4 separate regions of the Mus musculus genome follow, and regions 1, 3 and 4 are each linked to region 2. The links are chromatin contacts, called in public promoter capture Hi-C maps. All regions are on one chromosome and are shown on one strand. Each heading gives the region's core, a stretch centred on a gene start, on an enhancer-like site or on the middle of the called end of the contact. The rest is flanking DNA. Distances are from core to core; before and after follow the strand shown.

Region 1 (2,959 bases), core at 139-2,638, 5.9 Mb after region 2:
AAAATCTCTTGAAAAATTTCAGAGATGAAAATAATTGCTTATCATTTATCCTGGTCACCTGGAGATGAACAGATTTTTCTATCACGTGTTCCCAGCTCTGCTTTTCTGTTTTATCACAGGCTCAAAAAACAATGGAGCCAAGTGACCATGGACTGGAATCTTTGAAACCATCAGCCAAAATAAATCTTTCATTGGGAATACTGTAAAGGAAAGCTAGTACACAAATTATTTCCTTGGTTCTATAAATTATGATTGTGTTTTAAAACCAAGTTTTAAATTAAATCTAGTTTGTAAGAACACAATTATATTTATCCTAGCAGGATTTTTTTAAAAGTTTCTTTTATTTACAGAAATAATCTTTGTGTTTTTGCTTTCCAGACGTGTGAGGTGTTTAAGGCAGAGTCACAATTAGAGAAATTCCTCCAGTACTTTCCTTCCTGTGTCCTGAGTAACAGAAAGTCACGGGTATTAACATTCCCTCTTTACCCAGTTTCTGTTCCTTTATCACATTCCATCTCCACACTCCCTTCCTGCTTTGTAAGGGAATATGAAGCAGCACACCGGAGGTAAGTCTGTTCTCCATGTTACATCATGACATTCAGTAGTGTTTTTGTCTAATTCTTTTTGTGATTTTAGCAGCTTCTCCCTCATTCTCACTTCAATACTTACTATGCCTTATAGGTTGGTGTCAATGTGCTTATCAGCTACAGACACACTTTCAAGCCACTTTAACCCATACTTTTGTCACTGGAGGCCTGAAAATTCAACTCCATTCTCACTTTCCTTTGTATAACGCTGTTCAGAGATGGAAATTTCCCTTCCCCTCCCCATTCAGGGTAGCTGTTACTATCTTTCTCCTACAAACCACTTGTTAGTGGTCTGTCATCCTTTAGTTTTCTTTCATTAACAGTTACCATTTATTAAGTTTGTTAGGTTGTTTATATATTGACTACTGTCTGAGTGCTTAAGCAGGCATTGCTTTAGGCGTTTTATATTTATCAATAGTTATTCTGTGAGGTTAATATACTTACACAGAAGGAAGCAGATGTAAATGCAAGGTAACTGGAGGCCGTGGGATCAGTCTGCTTAGCTTCACTGTTACCGTTACAAAATGGGTTCTCACATCACGTATGATCTCACATCACTACTTCTAACCTCACCCTTAAATACCTCACCCCCTCATCCCACAGGCCGCCCACATTCCTCTCATTTTCCTCGAGTCCACCTCTCCCAAGCCGTCACATCTTGTGTTTTCTCTGACATACTAGTGTCCTCTTCCTTCTGGAGATTTTCCTGTTAGCTGACTCTCACTGGGCGGCCAGGCGCATGCGCATCGCTCCGCTTTGTAGCGCCACGGGGCCCGACTCCCGACAGCCCCCGCGCGCAGTGCAGGCTGGGGGAACATGGCCGCTTCCGGTCTCGGAGCCTGCCTGGCGCGGGGCTGACCGCGGCTGCGGCCCCGTGCGCTCCTCCCTCTGCATCTCGCGCCGGCGGCCGCGGAGGGCGCAGCGGCCTCCAGTTTCTCGCGCCATGGAGAAGAGCTCCAGCTGCGAGAGTCTCGGCGCGCAGCTCCCGGCGGCAAGGCTGCCCAGCGAGGACTCACTGTCCAGGTGAGGCCGGGCGTATGGGGACGGAGGCCGGGAGCAAGTGTAGATGGAGACGCCAGGGCGTGCGGGAAGAGAGACTGAGGCTGCTCCTGCGGGAGGGAGGCCGGGGCATGCGGAGGAGAGACCTGGGCCTAGAGAGGCTGGACCCCGAAGAGGGCAAAAGCCGCGGGCATCCCGTGGGTATGGAGAGCCCAGCAGAGCAGTGCTTGCTTCCTCCTCTGGGCCTTTGGTGCGAGAAGTGAAAATACAGTTTCTTTATGGCCACTGCCCCTCTAATTCCCGCTCATTTTCCGGTCCTAGATTTTGCTCCAGTTGTGTTTAAGGACGCAGCGTTTTTTACTTTATCAGGAGTTCAGTTGTCAAGGGCGTGACATTTTCATTCTTGTGCTCTAATCACAGTTTGGGGACCAGCCCATTACCAGACAAGAGGCTTTAGAGGACACTGAGACAAGCGTGCTTAGATTTGAAATGGAGAGGGGACGAAGCCTTCAGAGTCAGCTTCTCAGCTTAAACATCAGTGACATTACCATCACAATATACATTATATGTGGTGTCTGTTTGGAGCATTCTTCAATTAACTGTAGATAACAGCTTTATTATAGAACTTGTCAGTTTAAATTTTAAGCTTAATGTAGGCAGACAGCCACAGATGAATCGAATGTACAGGCAAGGTAGACTGTTATTTCCACTTACTGTGTTAAGTGTTTATCTAAATTATTTCAAGTTTTGTTTTGTTTGTCTACAAAGTACTACAAGCAAGTATTAATGTTTGATTATGATAGCTCAGCTTTTTTCTGCCCGGTCACTCCAAAGTTGTTTGTTTGTTTACAGATGCTCAAATAAATTATCTTATTTGCTTTCATACATTCTACAAAATCATCTTTAATATTTCTCAATGTATCACACAATTTCTTTCACCCAGTAGATTGATAAACGTATTACTATTTAAAAGTGTCTTTGTGTGTGTGTACTTGCATGAGTTCATGTGTACCACAGGCATGGAGGAGTCCAGGAGGTGAGATTCCCTTAAACTGGAGGACAGGTCGGTGTGACCCTCCTGTGGATGCTGGGAACTGAACCCTGGTCCTCTGTCAAAGTAGCAAGTGCTCTCAACTGCTGAGCCATCTCTTCAGCTCTCACTTAAATTACTGTTGAGTTTAGCTATGAGAATTATTTCTACTTGTTGGAGAGTGGAGATTATCTCAGTTTAGGAAAAACTCCAAGTTTATAACTGAAGTTGATAAAGCCCTAATGGTCTCAAATGCTTCTATTATGAGATGAATTTAGTTGAAATACTGTGTTTGAATAATTATTTTCTGGGAGTAACATAAATATGAAAGTAAACATAACTC
Region 2 (2,982 bases), core at 439-2,938:
GGACTATCAATCTGAAAGAAAAAAAAATATTTTAGAAAACTAATTACACAGAATTGTCATCATCAATTTATTCAGTAATGTCTAAAAATGACACACTCTAGATAACAAATCTTGACTACAGCAGTTCCTCACCCAACCAGTCTACTTAGAAAGGGTCTAAATCAAAACACACCACTGCAAAAGCATTCTCAAAGTACTAGTTATGCTTGTCTTTAAAATGCATAGCTCAGTATAGTTTAAAAATTAAAACTTTGAAAACAATGGACATTTCCATTTGTCAAAAACTGGCCCCCGATTTTCAAGTTTGTTCCTTTTATATATTATTTATTTACTATTAGAAAAAAATGTACTATACTTCATGAACTTTTTTTTTTTTTAAGGGACAGGGTCTTATTCTGTAGACTAGGCTGGCTAGAAAGTCAATATAACCCAAGCTGGTTTTAAAACTTTTTGGAATTCTCTTGCTTCAGCCTTCCAAGTGCTAGGACCACACTACCACCAGGCTCTTTTCGTTTTCTGATTTAAAGATATTTTGATATGCACTTCACTGGAGACAAAAGGCACCATAAATAGTGGAAAGGTAGTCTGTAAGGCTACTGATATAGCTCCATGTTAGAGCACTTGCCTTGCAGGTAAAGAACCCTAAGTTTAATCACAAGAAAAAAATTATATATACTTTTATATTCTATTAAAACATTTAATTGAAATATATAATACAGATATAAGTACATATAAAATATATTTATACACATAAACATATGTTAAGTTATAATACAATATAAAATAAATAATATATACGATATTTTCTATTATATTAAAATATAAATATTTCCTGAGGATTCCCGAGGTATACTTGCAATTTTAATCTCAACACTTGGAAGACAGATGCGGAATGAAACGCTCCTGCCGGACAGAACATTTGAACTAGCCAGGGCTAAATTAGCCAAGATAAAGGCACCGGGAAGAGCTCATAAACGGAATCCGTGAAGGACAACCATTCCCTAACCACCACAGGTAACATCTCAAAACCAAAAAAGTACAAGTGCCGGTAAAGCAGTGGCCTGAACAAAGCTACCACTACCCGTGTGGCCTAACTACACTAGCTGTTACAACGCCAGCAAGCACCCAACCGACACGGCTCTACGCCCACTGCAGGGGGGCGACACGTAGCTTGGAGAGACAAGAATGGAGAACACCTTTCCCAGTTAAACCAAACCTCTCACACGACTACTGGGGACAAGTAGTAACTGATGTGACAACCGTCATCCCCCTGCCGCACAACTTAGTTTAAAGGCATTAAATGCCGCGGGCTTAAAGCTTAAAAACCTGCAGAAAATCTGAAGAGACAGCCGAGGTGCTGCACACCAGTAATCCCAGCACCTAGAACGATTGGAGGCAGGAGGATTGCCGCAAATTCGAGACTAGCCTGGGTTGACTGAAAAAATAAACCGAAAGGAAAAGAAAGCAAAACTGTTATACAAGTCCAAGCCCAAGGACTTAGGCAGGGAGCGGGGGTCGGGCGGCCCTGAGAACTGCCTTCCGGGCCGAAGGAGGAGTCAGCTAGCCCGCCCAGCCGTCGAGAGCCACGCTCGCCCGTCCTGACGAAGGCAGCCGCACTCACCACCGAGTCAGGCCCCCGGCGCCCTGGAAGCAGAGGCGCCTGATTGTTGATCCGCAGCCTTCCCAAAAGCCCCTGCGGCCAGCGGGCCGTTGAGGTGACGTCAGCAGACGCGCACCGCAAGTTGGAACGCGTGGAGGACGGGGTGGGGCTGTGGGCCAGTCGCGCGCGCCTGCGCCTGCGCTCGCGCCTGCGTGCTCGGGCTTTGGAAGCTAAACGTTCGGGCCGCTGGGACTCGGACGAATAAGGCTAGGCTTTCCCGAGCGTCCGTCCTTGCCCCACTGCCTCCGCTGGGCGTTCCGGACTTTGATGCCATGTGTTTTAACCTGCAGTGCACCTTTAATGGCGGCAGCCCTGAGCCGCGCCTCCTAGCTCCCTGTATTTTCCGGCCTCACCCTGCAAGGGTCCTAGACAGGCACTAAGGCAAACGTGGCGTCATAGGTAAGGCGGCTCAGGCTCGTGAGCTGGCCTCGAAACGCCTGAGTAAAGCGGAATGCACGCGTGTGCGTGTACATTAAATATAATTTGGTTTTTTTGTAAGATGGGCTTTAACATTTTTGACAAGTGGGCTCCTCTGGCAGGCCGGCATGGTGGCGCTCACCTCGAATCCTAGAAATTCAAACCCAGTTGGGGCGAGGAGGTAGTTATGCATTTTTAAATTATTATTTTTTTTAAAAAGTGCTCTTGCAGGCGACCCAAATTAAGCGCATCAGGCCATAAATTTAAAAAGTAAGGAAAAGGCTGCGGACTAGTTTGGAGGAAGGCATTGAAGGGTTAACAGTATAATGGGAGAGAGTATGATTAAAGCGCACTATATATCTGTGATGAGATTGTAGAAGAATACGTTTAAAACTGGAAAAATAACCCTGACTTCATTGTTCACTAGCAGTCTGTCTCCCCACCCCCCACCCTCTGCTGCCTTTCCCGTACCGAAAGTGCTGCAAAATCATTAGCATTCAGGGTAGGACTTTCTGATGTCCCCACCCCCACCCCCGCGGCCCTGTTTGGCTTGGATGATTTGTTATGGTTAGTTTTGCAGTTTTTTTATTTGTTTGTTTAAGAAAGGATTTTATTGTAGGGCCCAGACTAGCCGAGGATTTAGCATCCTACCTCAGCCTCCAGTGTGCTGATTAGAAATGTAGGCTACTACCAGTGAGGTTTCTACAGTTTAATTTACTTTAGACTTGAAGGTCTTAACGAATGAATCAGATCTTCTCTCCGGGGGAATTCCATGTTAAATGGGCAAATATTTTAAAAACTTAGAAGTAAAACAGACCGCTAAATTAGGCTGCCAGGGGAATTCCGGGACCCTGAACCGTTTCCCATTTTCTTTCCCGTCATTTCTGCTGCAAGTCGGTCAGTCA
Region 3 (3,068 bases), core at 161-2,660, 7.4 Mb after region 2:
CCTCCTGAGACATATCTCAACCCAGCATACAGGAACTAGTCACTCTTTCACACACCACAAGATATTTGGAAGCCAGGAGGCATGCCATTTAAGCCTGTCCCTTAATAGACAGGTCAAATGTTCCTAATGACATCAGTACTGGATCTTAATACATACCTGTGCTCTATAGTTCTTTCTGTGGGTGGGGGATTTCATGGATCAAATGTGATACACATTTAGAATTTTGCATTTAAAACTACTGAGCTGGCATGCCTTTCCAACACTGGATAATGACAATGTTGGGCTTGTTTAAGATTTAAAAAAAAAAAAAAAAAAAAAGATTTATTTATTTATTTAATGGATGTAAGTACAATGACGCTGTCTTCAGACACACCAGAAAGAAGGGGGCATCGGATTCCATTACAGATGGTTGTGAACCACCATGTGGTTGCTGGAAATTCAACTCAGGACCTCTGGAAGAGCAATCAGTACTCTTAACTGCTGGGCCATCTCTTCAGTCCCAGGTGTTTTAACTTTCTGTCAAATTTATGAAAACTACATTTAAATTTTTCTTTATTTATTGAGATGGTGTCTATTTGCTCATGTTTTTCATTAATCTGACTGCCTCTGCCTGGCGAATTACCACACTAAACACGAACATCCTCACTTAAACCGATTCTGTCACATCACTAAATCGAAAACTGTGGTTTCAAATTTTGGTTTTTTTTGATAATAAGGAGAATCCAAAGTCTAGTCTGGTTGCTTCTCCAAACTCCCCCTCTTCAGTTTTGTTTTCTTGTAATTCATTCACCTCAAAGTTTCAGTGGTCATTTTAAGTATCACCTGTTTCCACCTAAAATCACCCCCAAAAGCTTTCAGCTGTTCTTTATTAAAAAAAAAAAAAAAAAAAAAAAAAAAAGCGAATGCCTCTTCTCCTGGCCTGAACAGGACCCCGAGTCCCGACCGGGTCGGCCTTCCCACTGCTGTCAATACTTCTCAAGGCCACCCACCACAAAACACAGTTTACCCTAGGGGAGACCCTGGGATAGAACCAGCAACGAGGGCGAAGCCTCACCCTCCTCGTCGTCCTGGTCGGCTCCCGCGCCCCCCCAGTCCGGCGCATCGCCGTCAGGCCCTGCCGCCTCCTCCTCCTCAGAGCCAGAGCCCTGGCTGAAGTCGATGCGCTGTGCCAGGCGCGCCAGGTTCTGCGACATGGACAGCGGCTGCAGGTACGTCTCGGTGCCATCAAGGCCCACCTCCTGCACCTGCTTCTCGCAGGCCGACTCGATGCTGATGCGCACGGCTCGCACGCCCGACATGCTGGCGGCGGCCTGAGGGCGACTCGCCGGAGACTCAGAGTACAGCACCGACACGGAAGGCTGGAACAAGCTTCCCGCAAGCCCGACGCGGCGGCCGGGAGGAAGCAAACTACCCACTGCTGCCCCACAATCCTCCGCGCAGCGTCTCGCGGAACACTATGAGCATGCGCGAAGGGCCAGCTGCCCGGACATTTCCTGTAGGTTGCACGTGAGAGCCAGGAACTTCCGGCTGACCGGGCTCAGCCGCTGCAGTGCAAGTGGAGTGGGCTGGGTTTATGTAGATACGCTGGGCGTTGTAGTTTGTTTGTTTGTTTGTTTGTTTGTTTAATTGGTTGCTTGGTTTTTGAAATAGCTTTCTTGCTGGCCTGATTAATTTGTTGATTAGTTATTGAGACACGCAGCTTTTTTGTTAGTTGGTTAGTTATTTGATTTTTGAGACACGCAGCACACACACCAGCACTCCCGCTGATTCGGTCTGGGAGCCCGTCCGTGGGATGAGTCCACTCACTTTCCGGGTAGGTTTTCACTTCCTAGTTAAACCTCTCTGGGAACATACTCCCAGAGGTGTTTCCCCTAGGTGACTTTACATTCGTGAAGTTAACGATGAAGACGTACGTAAGGGCTTTACATTTATGTAAGCACTCACAAAGACTGTCGACGGTAGTTAACTATAATTCGCAGCTGTTTGAGTCTCTCTGTTGATGGAGCTGCCTCCAGCAAAGAAGACCGAGTCAAACAGCTAGCAGGACTACCATCCAAACTGCACCAGCTGTCTTAAACACTCCAAGAACACTCAGATATGCCTACACGAAAGATTGCAACTGATTGTCCTGGCCCAGTAAGCACAGCTTGGGCCAGGGCTTTGTGCAGACCTGTGACTGGTGGCTTAATGATAAATGGAGGACTATGCTATCTCTCCAGACATGCAGCCACCCTTACACGCATACACTCACACATTCACAGACATGTACACATATAAACAAAAGACACCGGTGTTTAGCCAAACAAATGGCTGTGATTGGCCCAAATACCCCGTCTTGGGTTGTATGAGCAGGCTACTCCTCAGGTGGTCCACCAAGAGGCACTCTCCTTTCCTCATGGTGTTAGGATGTCATGTCCAGCAATGTCTTTCACTGAGTGGCCTTTCTTACTTTCAGCCTGCAGGCTGCACCAGAAAAAGCAAGGAACATTAGCTGGTTGGCAACAGTGCCCCACAGCTTGATAGGTACTAACCCCTATACTTCTGTCCAGCCATTTCGTTTTCTGTTTGTTTGTTTTAAGAGTTTCTCTGTGTAGCCCTGGCTGTCTTGGAACTCACTCTGTAGACTAGGCTGGCCTTTGATACCACTTTGAGTCTAATCTTGGGCTCCTGAACAACCTTGCCTTGTCTAGAAATCATTTGTCAAGTCCTTGGGCCCTGGCTTCCCACAATGAAGTGTAGATGGAGGCGTTAGCATAGCTGTCTGACAGCTGAAGAATCTATAGCCTGCAGAAGCCTCTGACTTACTATTGACAATGTCCACAGGCCTGTATCCCGCTGGTAGTGCTGGTGCAGCCACTAAAGCTTTGGAGATTCCATCTCCTGGAGGAGATGCTTCCTGGGTGACCCTAGTTGGGCCCAGTGTTTAGAGTCGGAACAGCCCACCAGGTGCCCTGGCTCTCAAACACTTCTCTACAGTGCACCTCTCACCCTGCCCCCCAACACTGTCACCACTCATTGCTGTCTGACACGGAGGAGAACAAGCTTGCCTACCCAGGGTTTCCATCAGG
Region 4 (2,906 bases), core at 124-2,623, 7.5 Mb after region 2:
TCAAATCCATGACAGACATATTGTACTTCTTACTGTACAGAAAAGGAAACAAAATTTATTCAAGATCATTCAGTTGTTACATGGCAGAAACAGGATTCAAAAGCAGGTTCAAGCCAGGCATGGTGGTGCACATGTTTAGCTCCAGCACTGGAGGCAGAGGGCTGTAAAGGCAAGAGGTTCTCTGTGAGGTTAAAGCCAGCCTGGTTTACAAATCAAGTTCCAGGATCGTCAGGGCTACATAAAGAGACATGTGTCAAACAACAGCAGCAACAACAACAAACTCAAAGGCAGGTCTGTAAATCCAGAATGCACCCCACCCTAAGCTGAATCAGCAGTGAAGAAATGGCCCCTTTGGCTGACACCAGGAAGACTTCAGAATAATCCTGCAGCACCAGGAGAAGTGCCCATCTTCCACCTAGAGGGGACTTCTCTCTTCCAAATATATTGCACACAATATATTGCTAATTATTAGGTACTTATGATATACCACACTTTTACGATATACTAGACTAGTAGGGTTCAAGCACAAGGCTGGCTTTACAGCTTTGCAAATAGTTCATTCAGTCACATAGGACCCTATATTCATACTGATCTAACCACACACACAGGTCTTTGTTTGCTTTTTTTGTTTTTATTTTTTTTTCTCCGTGGTGCCATGTACACTAGGCAAGCTCTCTATAATCCAGTTATATCTCTAGGCCAACAACTTTACATTTGAAATGTGTTTGTCTATGAGAACTCAAGGGATAGTAATATCTGCCCTCTCACCACAGATCTTGTCACGCACTCAATAAGGTGTTTGTAATGTTCCCTTACAACTTAGTCCTAGTGGACCTGCATGGGTGCAAAGCCAGAGTCAATGCTGCAGGATTCCACAGACTGTTGGACAGTGTGTGCAGGGGTCAAAAAGTAGAAGGTGCCGGGCGTGGTGGCGCACGCCTTTAATCCCAGCACTCGGGAGGCAGAGGCAGGTGGATTTCTGAGTTCGAGGCCAGCCGGGTCTACAAAGTGCCTTCCAGGACAGCCAGGGCTACACAGAGAAGCCCTGTCTCGAAAACCAAAAAAAAAAAAAAAAAAAAGTAGGAGGCAAGTGAGGACACAGGGACAGTACAGAAATCCATAACACATGCCACCCTTAGTCTGACAGAGAGCTTGGCACACTGCGGGCTCAGTCACCACAACAAATCGACGCTCACCTGGCCCGCAGTGTCCTCCCACTTGCAGGAAGGCCTTCTTTCCACTCAGGTTCGAACACAGGTTTAGTCTCCTGCCAGTCTTTTCTGATAGCTCTAGGCCAAGGGAGAGCCGGGGTACCGCCCCTCCCGGAGGCCCGCCCACCACACGCACAGCCACGCCCACCAACGTGTACTCACGCGAGATTTCGTCCTTGTCCTAGTCCGGCTGCTGGGCGCCGGGAGCGCTCTTTTCGACGCGGCGGAAGAGGTAAGCGGTTGTTCACTGTGGCCGCTCAGGTCTGCTGCGGGCGACGGGGCCGCAGGGCGGGGTTCTTTGGGCTGCGGTCCGCGCGGAAACGGCGCTCTTGTAGGGCCAGAGCAGCGGGCCGGAATCCCGCCATCCGCAGGCCGCACGAGGCTCCGGGTCGCTGTTGGGAGAGGCCGAGGTGTTCTGGGCCTGGAGGGCGTTTTTAGTGCCGTGTAAGGGGTCGCGTGCTGCCTGCGCACATCTCTTAGGTTACGTTCCGAAAGGGTCTTGCAGCGGGCCCACGGCGCATAGTCGACGCAGCTCACCACGTGGCCTCCAAAGCTTGTAGTCTCGGAACTGTAAAGTAGCGTACAGGTGGGAGTGATTCCTAGGAATTATCTTTGATTTACTCACAGGCATATCGTTGGGGCGACCGGGTCAACCTTAAATTTCAGTTTTGGTGGGTTAATTTAAAAAAGCAATTCATGTAGCGGGCATTTTGCAATCTAAGGTCGTAGTCACCCTGTTTTTCTTATCCTCGAAAGTTGTGATTATTTTTAGTTCTAGGATTTTGTGTAGCCTAGGAAAACTGTAGTCTTTTCTCCTTTAGTACATATGGCCGTTTTGCCTGCCTAATATTTCTACACCACGTGCACGCAGTGCTCACAGAGCCCAGAAGAGGACATCGAATCTCTTAGGACTGCTTACAGCTATTTTTAGGCTGGCATGTGAGTTCTGGGAGTCTCATCTTAGTCCATTGACAGTATTCTATTCATTTCTTTTTTGGGGGGGGAGGTTTCGAGACAGGGTTTCTCTTTATAGCCCTGGCTGTCCAGGAACTCACTTTTTAGACCAGGCTGGCCTCGAACTCAGAAATCCTGCCTCTGCCTCCCGAGTGCTGGGATTAAAGGCGTGCGCCACCACGCCCGGCCATTGACAGTATACTTAACTGCTAGGCTATCGTCTCAGCCATAATCTAAAGGTTCTTTTACACGTTGTTAGGATTACAGGCCTGTGACCATTTGATCAGTAGTGATTTTTGAGCCACTATCGCCATATCCCAACTACCCGAACTCTGTTTCAGTGTCGAGTTCGCAGCCCAGATTGGAATTAGAAATGCTACTGTGAGGCTAGGTGGTGGTTAAAGCCATGTCGGGTTTTGGGGGTAGATTTAGTGAGAAAACAAACTGCATTGGAATGTGGCTTCTTGTTTTCACTCACATATTTAAAGAAAACTATGCCATATGTGTGAGGGTACTCTGGAAGACAAAAGATCACTAACAGGGAGCTGGAGTTAACAGGAGATTGTGAGCAACCCGATGTGGATACTGGAAACAAGCCCACTCAGAGGCTTTAAAGTAGATATAAAATGTACTATCCATAGGGATTTTACAGAAATTCACACAGTGGGAAGGAGTATGCTGAACTTAGACTGCTGGTACATCATTGAAATCTGTGATTGCAGAAAATTGGGAAAGGCCGCG

The links. Promoter capture Hi-C pulls out the DNA fragments that hold promoters and counts their contacts.
Region 1: a contact with region 2 is called in a promoter capture Hi-C map of erythroid cells, with 6 times the contacts expected there. The contact joins the promoter of Mtmr2 here to the promoter of Birc2 in region 2. A contact is called at or near these places in 5 of 39 promoter capture datasets (cranial neural crest, erythroid cells, frontonasal cranial neural crest and 2 more).
Region 3: a contact with region 2 is called in a promoter capture Hi-C map of hippocampal neurons, with 4 times the contacts expected there. The contact joins the promoter of Med17 here to the promoter of Birc2 in region 2. A contact is called at or near these places in 3 of 39 promoter capture datasets (hippocampal neurons and liver).
Region 4: a contact with region 2 is called in a promoter capture Hi-C map of liver, with 5 times the contacts expected there. The contact joins the promoter of Taf1d here to the promoter of Birc2 in region 2. A contact is called at or near these places in 3 of 39 promoter capture datasets (erythroid cells, frontonasal cranial neural crest and liver).

Annotation. Positions count from the first base shown.
Region 1 is chr9:13,747,791-13,750,749 of GRCm38.p6, forward strand. Mtmr2 (myotubularin related protein 2) reads left to right here and starts at 1,389. Exons shown (of 15, transcript NM_023858.4): 1 at 1,389-1,610. The coding sequence starts at 1,531. It overlaps Gm39291 (a long non-coding RNA gene), which reads right to left and starts at 1,412. Exons shown (of 3, transcript XR_870544.2): 1 at 1,032-1,412.
Region 2 is chr9:7,835,369-7,838,350 of GRCm38.p6, forward strand. It overlaps Birc2 (baculoviral IAP repeat-containing 2), which reads right to left and starts at 1,689. Exons shown (of 8, transcript NM_007465.3): 1 at 1,622-1,689; 2 at 1-11.
Region 3 is chr9:15,278,496-15,281,563 of GRCm38.p6, forward strand. Med17 (mediator complex subunit 17) reads right to left here and starts at 1,411. Exons shown (of 12, transcript NM_144933.2): 1 at 1,055-1,411. The coding sequence starts at 1,298.
Region 4 is chr9:15,304,841-15,307,746 of GRCm38.p6, forward strand. Taf1d (TATA-box binding protein associated factor, RNA polymerase I, D) reads left to right here and starts at 1,374. Exons shown (of 7, transcript NM_029248.2): 1 at 1,374-1,443; 2 at 2,888-2,906. It overlaps 4931406C07Rik (RIKEN cDNA 4931406C07 gene), which reads right to left and starts at 1,327. Exons shown (of 9, transcript NM_001199485.1): 1 at 1,197-1,327.